Regions from separate parts of the Bicyclus anynana genome. Here region 2 is linked to region 1. Evidence: chromatin contacts called from public Hi-C data. All regions are on one chromosome and are shown on one strand. The core of a region is the stretch at or near the end of the contact, and the rest is flanking DNA. Distances in the headings are between cores, read along the strand shown.

Region 1 (4,802 bases), core at 1,174-3,673:
TATGTTCCCTTGGGGTGAAGGAATTTTCATTGGTCTATTTTAACTACTCGTACTATAAAAACGATTTAACAGTTTATTTTATGTTAACGTAAATTATTATTTTGGTTTCAAGATTCTTAAACGTTTACCAAACGTTAACCAAGTTACAGGCAAAAACATACTACGAAGTCATTTAGCTTACTGAATCGATGATGCTGCTTATGATAAAAGTAGAAACCCTCAGATATATAGGTACCTAAAGGTATAATTTCATCCACACCATTAAGTGGGTGTTTGACATCGACTAGATTTACCGCACATCTTTTCTTCTACGCGTAAGTATAGGTACTTTGTTTTAATTACAAGCAGCTACGGTAAAAATAAAGTTGTATTATGGATTACTTGAGGGGCAGAGGCAAATGAAGAAATTCCTTACAGGCAACGCAACGCAAGTCACAAGTTGCCATTGTACATAGGTGGTGGTGATTACTTTACATCAGGTGGCTTGCATGTTCATTTGTTAGCTATTATCTAGATAATAAATGGTTTGCCAATTCAAGAAAGTATCTAGGTACCGTTTTAAGTTCACGCGTAGACTGCATCATCATTTAACGTAGGTATATGTTTTCTGTGACGTAGGTGAGATGCTAGTATTAGTAAAGTAAACAGGTAATACCTATAGAAAGATTTTATAGTAGAGCTCTTTGTGATAGAGCTCGTCTGGGGAAGCACTACAACCTTGCTCATCTCTACCGCTAATCAGCCTCGCTGTCTGAAGGAATTGTTTGATGCTGAATTTACAGGCAAATGAGGCTTAACATCGATACTTCACCCTCAGGTTTTTTTTTTATTCTTTACAAGTTAGCCCTTGACTACAATCTGATGATGAAGTGATGATGCAGTCTAAAGATGGAAGCGGGCTCACTTGTTAGGAGGAGGATGAAAATCCACACCCCTTTCGGTTTCTACACGGCATCGTACCGGAACGCTAAATCGCTTAGAGATACGTCTTTGCCGGTAGGGTGGTAACCAGCCAGACCTGGACAAATTAAGAAAATCTCAATCTGCCCAGCCGGGGATCGAACCCAGGACCTCCGTCTTGTAAATCCATCGCGCATACCACTGCGCCACGGAGGCCGTCAGGTTGACGGGTAGGGGGCATTGTAGGACGTCTGCAGGCATTGCTACTTGCATATGCACGCCCTGCGAAGTGTTGCTCTGTTACTATCTCCTCTGTTATACTTACTATCCATAACTATCTTCACGTGGGCGGACTAAAACGTGGACTAAAAATGCAATAAACTTAAGTTAGTACTGTCACAGCTCCAGCTACCCTCCAATACGACTGATTGATCACTTCGAATAACATAACCCCCGTGTCTTCGGATAAGTAATCCGTAACCATTCGATTGGCGCGGACATTGACTCCGAGGGAATTCCCCTCAAGACGAGGGGGACCTTAATATCATTTCCCAATACTACAGACTGTCAAATACTTTATTTATGTCTTCTCAAGGCTATTACGATTGGAGAAAATTTCATTTGTGAAAATAAATGCCTTCGTATTCTTAATCTTATATTTGCCATAAAATTCAAATTCAAAATGCGTTTTATTTAAATAGGGCCTGTGGGTTGAGAGCCTGCGAACGCCATACGTACTCCTACTTTTAGGAATGCATTTAGCTAGTGAACATAATCTTACTATAGGTAAGTACGATACCAACTATGGACTTTGGACCGTTATGGTAAGTACAGGTGTCCAGGGTCCAAATCCTCAACTTTCTAAATATAAAACGTATTTTTTCTCTGGTATATCATGAAGAATTCTTTCAGTCATCAGAACACTGAACACAGAAAGCTTTATGGCAACCGTTTGTAAGATACCCTTATAATTCTCTTCCAAAATATACTTAACGGTGTTTTTCGAAAGACATAATTTCTCACATTGTGCCGAGGAAAATTGATATTGAAAATAGGTATGCTTTATATGTAGGTGACTCTATCTTTAACAGATAAGGAAATAAGGAATCGATTATCTATAAAAAATAAAATCGTAAAAATCGAATTAGGTCATCTAATTTTAGAATAGTTTGTGTCTGGAGACACAAACGTAACAAACATTTTTCTTTTGAACTTTGAGAAGATAATTGAAATATTTATAGATTTGCAGCGTTACTGGCGTATTTAATTTGCCCAAATCGATCAAAAACATCCTGAACCTGAAAACGAGTGCACTACAGATCGTAAAAAACCCTTTCATTGCTGAAAAGTTACTGAATTCCATTGCTCTTTGTAAAATAACTAGAATTGATAGATGTAGGTTTGGCCGAGCAATGTACGCGCAAATTAAGTAAAAATCGACGTAGTGCGTGATAGTAACATTTAGTAACGTTGTACGGAGGTTTAGCCCCTCTTTCCTCTCCGTGAGGGCCAGCCTCAGTCCTCCTCCGACCTCGTCAGCGAATGAACGCTAGCTCGCGTCGAAATCAGTGGCGATATAAAAAAGTTGACTTTTTTGTATAAAAATCGTGCTGTGTCTTATACTTATCAAGTGTGGACTTTGGATTATTATTTCTGTAAGTACTTATTGCGTATTGACGTCACTATTCAAAGGTCAAAGCTCCCGAAAGTGTTGTGTATTGAGTGCGAGAGGTTAGGAACCAGGGAGGTGTCAATGTTTTGGTTTGTTCTTTACAACATTAAGTTGTTTTGTGTTTAGTTACAGATAATTTAACAGATTTATTAATTAATCTTCAGTGGATAAAATGGACTATCTATAGGTACATCTAACATTAGATATAGGTAATCTATATACCTATTACCAACAAGTTACTTGATAACTTAATGAAATATTGAACCTATATCACTGTAAGGTGCCTGAAAATAGTGTTTTTGAACTTGGAATTAAATTGTTTGTTTTAACGAGATTTAGTCCGATAAAATTAATAAAATATTACATTTATAAGATCAAGATTAGGCCATACTAAAATTAAAATTATGATTGCGAAAGTACCTATAACTGCTGAACCAATTTCGATGAATTTATAGTCTATGATGATTCATAGTCTAGACCTGTAGGGAAAATAGAACTTAAAAGGCTGATGAATACTTAATCTCACAGTAGATAGGTAGATTAAGTTGGAAAAGAACAATTAAACGGATTTTTACGAGCGAAGTCGCGGTTAGTAATTAGTAATTTAAACAATGTTATCTCAATTATAGCAACAATTTGTAGGACTTATAGCAATAATCGACTGCAAGCAATTACCTAGTACAACGACTATAACTTGATTGGATCTGACTTACCTACATCCGGGAGACCTGGTCGGCGGCGACTACATAGTTGCAAGGGATTGCTGGTGCAATTCCTTCTGCAAGTTTTTCTGTTCGTTTCTAAGATTTTTTTAGTGAAAAACGATACACTAAAATTTTCCCTTATAAAATTAATAATGAAAATCCAATCACATCTGTACCTAAGTTTTTGAGAACATCGCGGACAATCACACATAGGTACATATTATAATGATCCGGATTCCTGACCTCCTTTTTAAATTTCATCATTATCAGTCATCATTTATGCCCGCTATAAGGTCAGGCATCCCTCATTAAAGGAAATATGGAACTTCTGCTCACCACACTACTCGAATGTGGGTTAGCGTGCTTACCATGACTTTTTAATGATCAGATGTTGAGTAATAATAATATTAATTTAGTTAATAAATCAAAACTAATCAGCATCTCCCAATTAAAACAAATAACAAGATGTTAAAAATTAAAATACGATATCTTCGGTTCGTCTTCATCTTCATCGTTTATAGCCATGAACCATCTATGGAACAAAACAATCTGCATCATAATAGGTCCAGTAATTTAAAAACTACGTTGCCACAAATAGAGTCAAACGTATACCTCACTTTTACGTCGAAGGTAAAAAGATTTCCGCAATTAAAACAGAGACTAAACCAAAACTCATTTCACGGTACACATTTATAATCTTTTAATTTACAAGTTTACATTTAACTATAAAATAACAGCTTATTCGTTGCGAGCGAGAACAAAGAATTGTTTATTGAACTATAAAAAAGATATTACAAAAACTATACTTAACGCGGTTTTTCATTTTACGTCTAATTGAATTTTGACTTAAACTTATTGCACTGGCTTATTACGTTGCCAAGGTTTAGCGATTTCAAACGAAAAAATATATAAATTTTTGTGCACGATAAAATTAACTCTGGTTTTTGTGGCATTCTGTGTCACTAATTACAATAAAAAACACGGCAAATATAGTTATTCTCGAGTAATTGTGGATTTTATTGTTATTAATGTGATGATCACTTGCAGGAAACGTTACGCTCAAGATTGTATCATTAATTTGTTGGACTTGTGACTGTAACGAACCGGCGTGTCATACGTGGTATATGAATAAACTTTGAATTATGATAATAAAGCGACGACTCCTTAGGATACAGGGCTATATTATAGGACTAGCTTACGCCGCGCGGTTTCACCCGCGTGGTTCCCGTTGCCGTAGAAATACGGGGATTATACATGGCCTATAGACTTCCTCGATAAATGGGCTATCTAACACTGAAAGATTTTTTAAATCGGACCAGTAGTTCCTGAGATTAACACGTTCAATCAATGAAACAAACAAACTCCTCAGCTTTATAAAATTAGTATGGATAGGGCTGATGATTTAACTGAAAAGGGGAATGCCCGTCTCCGGCCATGACGTACTCAGTATTTCACTAGCCCGGCCCAGGATTCAAACCCAGGACAGGATGTAAGGAAGACGTCGCATAACGCGTTGTGGTAAACGT
Region 2 (4,989 bases), core at 1,987-4,486, 66 kb after region 1:
CTATACAGAACAGAATATATGTTGGCAAGAAAATAACAGGAGCTTCTTAAAGGTACCATAAAATCTGAAACGACGCTTTGCGTATTAAGCTCGCGATACGAGCAGGTAGATCGGAGGTCAAAATCTTTAAAAATATATTTTAAAACTTTTATAGTAATGCACCCGACATTTCTATGGCTACGAACATTTCAAGGGTCTCGTCCAATGAGACGGTATGGCATCAGCTCATTTACTGGAATTAATATGACATAACGAATACTTAATTCAGATATACCAAACAAAAGAGTACCTAATTTCATTACAAAATGAGCAATTTGATTGAAAATCCGAAGTCATGAGGTACCTATATATTATGTCGTAAGTCCTCAAGGTCGTAATTTCGAACTTAACTCCGACCCCGCTTCGTAACAATATCACGTATCTGTACTATTTAATTTATTATGAAACGTGGTATCGAACGGCTTAGAAAACTGTAATAATGTCCTACTAATTGTAATTATTTTATATTAAAACCATTAGAGAGCTGAGTCTGTGACAGTCAGATTGTCATATTATAAAAGATGAATGTTTGTCAACACTTGGTACAGTAGACAGCTATGAAGTTTGGATCATAGTAGCTTTGCTTATCAAATTATCCAAGTAGATGTATTGCGAAGGTTTGTTGTCTCTCAAAGCCATCACGGTCCAAACAAGTAACGTAAGTACCAAGAATACAAAATCCTCGAAGTAGGTTGGTTCGAGTTTACAGAACAGGTATGGTATCATCTTTGCATCTACAAAGTGCATGATCCAAACTCTTCAGTCCTGCATTATTAATAAATAAATAATTATAGTATTTATCTATGGCAAGAATGCTCTTAGCATTGGTAAGAACGATACAAACAACACAGATAAGTAAGTAACGACAAACTGTCAGCTTTTATAATATGACGAAAGTCAGGCCGACGCAGGCTCTGGCTCTATAAGCTATAATACAAAATTTAAACTTCCTAAACGAAAAATAATAGAGGAAAATAACCAATAAAGAGGGCCCTGATCTATCGGTTAATCGAGTCTATGGTAGCGTACAACTGCAGTAAATCGAAAACCTATGAACTCTAGTAGGTAATGGTGCAGTCGATGCGTTTTGAGAAATGTAAGAAATTAATGTAAAATACAATAATTTGCAATATTGATTCGCGAAAGTTATTAAGTATATATTTTGGTGCAATGTTTATCATAAACTCTGAACTTTTTCCAACTACTTTTTTACATAATGCAATTTTTTAAAGCATACCTCTAAGGAAACTATGCGAAGACTGCATTTTACATATTTTATACCTATTTGATGTCTTTTGTAATAGATTTAATAATCGGTGTTACATTTATATTATATTCTAGGTACGTCTAATGGCTGCTATAGTAAATATTGTTAATTTGGTTTTTACACAAATATTTAAAACATTTCTTTAGGAAGGGTAAATCATATCGTGTCTATTAGCATAAGTGCCCACTTGTAATTATTGTTTTTGTTTTAGGGGTACCTACTTAATACATTGCGATTAAAGCAATCGCAAAGAGAGTGCCGAGTTCGAATACTTCATTATGGATGTTGATGTTGGAACTAACGCCTAATTCGGTCTACTTTAGTATTTTAGTCGAGTACGAACTATTTTAGGATTTACCGCCCAAAAATTGTTCGTACTTGACTGAAATACTAAAGTAGTCTATCCGGCTTAAAAGAGATTTTACCCTCGTGCTACAGTAGCGCCCTCTCTATTTAAATGTTCACACACAGAGATATTTCTACTTCTACCTTCAAAAATGTCCCTATTTTATCAAGCCTGCAAGAGTCCTTTTCAACAAAATTAAGATATTTGCGTAAAACCGAATTAACAAGTAATGTCTTTTTACAACTGTTTTACTATCTATTTAATATTCGATTTAAAATATCTAGATCATAATAATAAATATGCATAATAATAATAGTAAGGCGCTTGTTAAAATGGAATTAAATAGGGATTTTATACATTATTTTAATAGTTTATGAAACGGAGACAAAGTGATGTGCATTTTTGGCAACAGCTAACAAGTGTGTATATATGTATGTTCGTCTGTTGCCATTTTTCTATTGCTAACTGATTTGTTAAAGGTCTTGGCATTATGGTACAATCTTTAAATAATTATTTACGTTAAAATCAATAACAATCATAATTGTTTAACTTCAATTGGATTACTAGCGCCATCTATCAGAGGATAGTAAAATTTGAATTATTCGCATAATCCTGAGGGGAGTCTGTTATTAATGAGTTATTAAAAAAAACATTTACTATATTTTAAATGACTTTCTTTCCTACAATTAGATAAAAGTAGTTCTTTCTTACGCATCTCATCACTCTACGAATGGAAACACGTGGAAGGTTCTGGGAACGATTCTCGGTGGGAGTCTTTAAATGATTTTATTATTTTTTGATGGGCTAAAGTTTAGGCAGCTTCCGTCGTGGCTGGCTAAGACCGTAGGTTCTGTAAGTGATTTAGCGTTCTGATATTAAGGGATAAATAATTGTTACTATCCCATACATATTTATACGTAAAACATCATCGAGAAGGAAAAATTGCACCGTCACTTACCTTCAGGCGGCATTGAGCGCTAACTTGTCAGCGAATAAAATATAGATGTCGACATCACAGGCTACGAACTGCTTTTAATGAAACCTTTTGCTATATAAAAAATTAATCTCATTGTACATGTGATGTAACTGATAAGTTGTAGTACGTAGTTAGATGTAAAGATATCGTAAGCGGTAACTTAGTAGGTGTAACGTAGCGTTTCCTTGTTTTTACGTTAATGACTATTATTGCAATATAAAATAATTTTACACATTTTATTTTGTTTCTTATTTTATTCCTTTACTGCTCCACATCCCGGACATGTATGAAATTGTCGCAAGTAACAATCGGTTGTCTGTAAAGTCGGTTTACTGACGATAGTTGAACGTGACAACGTCATAAGAAAATACTGATGGAATGGTTGCATTTTTCAAAAGAAAATGTTTGTCTAAAATATTATTGTCCCCCTCCCCCCCCCCCCCCCCCGGCCATATAAAATATACTATCAGTTTTACCATAGAATTATAATGTACTTGTACCGAATCGGAAATCTATAAGTTTTATCTTGTGAAGTTTCCACTACTGTACAATAGATGGCAGTTGATAATTCAAACCACTGAACTCATTACTCAGACTAATTATAGAATGACCCAAATTCACGACCAAGATTGTCTATCATTTTCTGAGGAAAACGAGCTTAGATTTGATATATATATCTTATACAGCTGAACTAGAAGATTTTGCCAGTTTTTACACCATTCAACTAGGTAGGTACCCAAAAAGTTATTTTTAACCGACTTCCAAAAAGGAGGAGGTTCTACGTTCGGCTGTATGTATGTTTTTTTTTTTTTTTATGTATGTCCAGCGATAATTCCGTCATTTGTGGACCGATTTTAAATTTTTTTTTTTTGTTTTGAAAGGTTTGATTCCAGGGTGGTCCCATTTTTTTCATGTCAGGATCTGATGATGGCATCCTGGAGAAATCGAGAGGAACTTTCGAAAATCGTAGAGACGGCTAGTGCGTTTGTTAGTGTTTCCATAAGGTATTTTAAACCACTACAATTTTATGAAGGTCTGGAGTTGGTCTGATGATGGAGCTGATACACAGACGATGGAACTCGTCAACGATTTACAGCAGGTACCTTTTGTTTGGGTTTGATTTATTTGTATTGATGAGAACTTTCCACCTAGATGGGTTGTGACTGTATTAAGGGTCTGATGATGAAGACAAGGACAGTGAAGAGAACTCCTCGACGGTTCACAGTAGCTACCTTGTGTTTGAATTTGATAAATTTGTATTGATGAGAACTTTCCACCTAGATGGGTTGTGACTGTATTAAGGGTCTGATGATGAAGACAAAGGACAGTGAAGAGAACTCCTCGACGGTTCACAGTAGCTACCTTGTGTTTGGACTTGATAAATTTGTATTGATGAGAACTTTCCACCTAGATGGGTTGTGACTGTATTAAGGGTCTGATGATGAAGACAAAGGACAGTGAAGAGAACTCCTCGACGGTTCACAGTAGCTACCTTGTGTTTGGACTTGATAAATTTGTATTGATGAGAACTTTCCACCTAGATGGGTTGTGACTGTATTAGGGGTCTGGTGATGAAGACGAAGAATAGTTAAGGGAACTCCTCGACTGTTCACAGTAGCTACCTTGTGTTTTGACTTGATAATTTTGTATTGATGAGAACTTTCCACCTGGATAGGTTGTGACTGTATTAAAGGTCTGGTGATGAAGATGAAGGAGAGTTAAGGGAACTCCTCGACGGTTCACAGTAGCTACCTTGTGTTTGGACTTGATAAATTTTATATTGATGAGAACTTTCCACCCATATAGATTGTGACTGCATAGGGGGTCTGGTGATGAAGGCGGAAGACAGTCACCTTTCACGTTTTTCTGAATATTCATATTACGTGTGGATAAAGGGGGGAGTGAAATTTTGTATATGAGTTAAGGTAGTATTTGGTGAGTATGAGTTAAGGTAGTAAAATTGGGATTGTAGGACTTAAATACTTATCATAAGAAAATAACGTTTCAACTAATTGCTCATTAATTTTTGTTCACACTCAGTTAGGTGTGCTAACACTAAAAATTAAAAAATAAAAATTTTATTAAAAAAAATTCTACTGACTTCCAACTCTAAAATTAAACTAAACTAAAAAACAAAAAATAACATCTTACCTATGTGCTACCTTCTGATCAGTTTGAAGGCGGTGCCAATCCAGTGTCATGTTTTAATTAAAGCCGTTTCTGAAAGAACCATAGAAATTGTGTAATTTAAATGGCTTGAATTAAAACATCACTGGCTTGGCACCGCCTTCAAACTGATCAGAAGGTAGCACATAGGTAAGATGGTATTTTTTGCTTTTTAGTTTAGTTTAATTTTAGAGT

The links. A called contact is a pair of places that touch in the nucleus more often than the background predicts.
Region 2: a contact with region 1 is called in a Hi-C map of whole body, with 8 times the contacts expected there. The contact joins the enhancer-like site here to the promoter of LOC112045056 in region 1. A contact is called at or near these places in 2 of 2 Hi-C or Micro-C datasets (whole body and whole larva).

Annotation. Positions count from the first base shown.
Region 1 is chr7:289,107-293,908 of ilBicAnyn1.1, forward strand. It overlaps LOC112045056, which reads left to right and starts at 2,424. Exons shown (of 3, transcript XM_024081110.2): 1 at 2,424-2,555.
Region 2 is chr7:354,080-359,068 of ilBicAnyn1.1, forward strand. It overlaps LOC112045056, which reads left to right. Exons shown (of 3, transcript XM_024081110.2): 3 at 1-2,865. Among protein-coding and RNA genes, the nearest start is that of LOC112045055, 37 kb to the right of the region's middle. Within about 2 kb of position 3,237, at least 7 of the 8 cell types and tissues checked have open chromatin away from gene starts, as enhancers often do.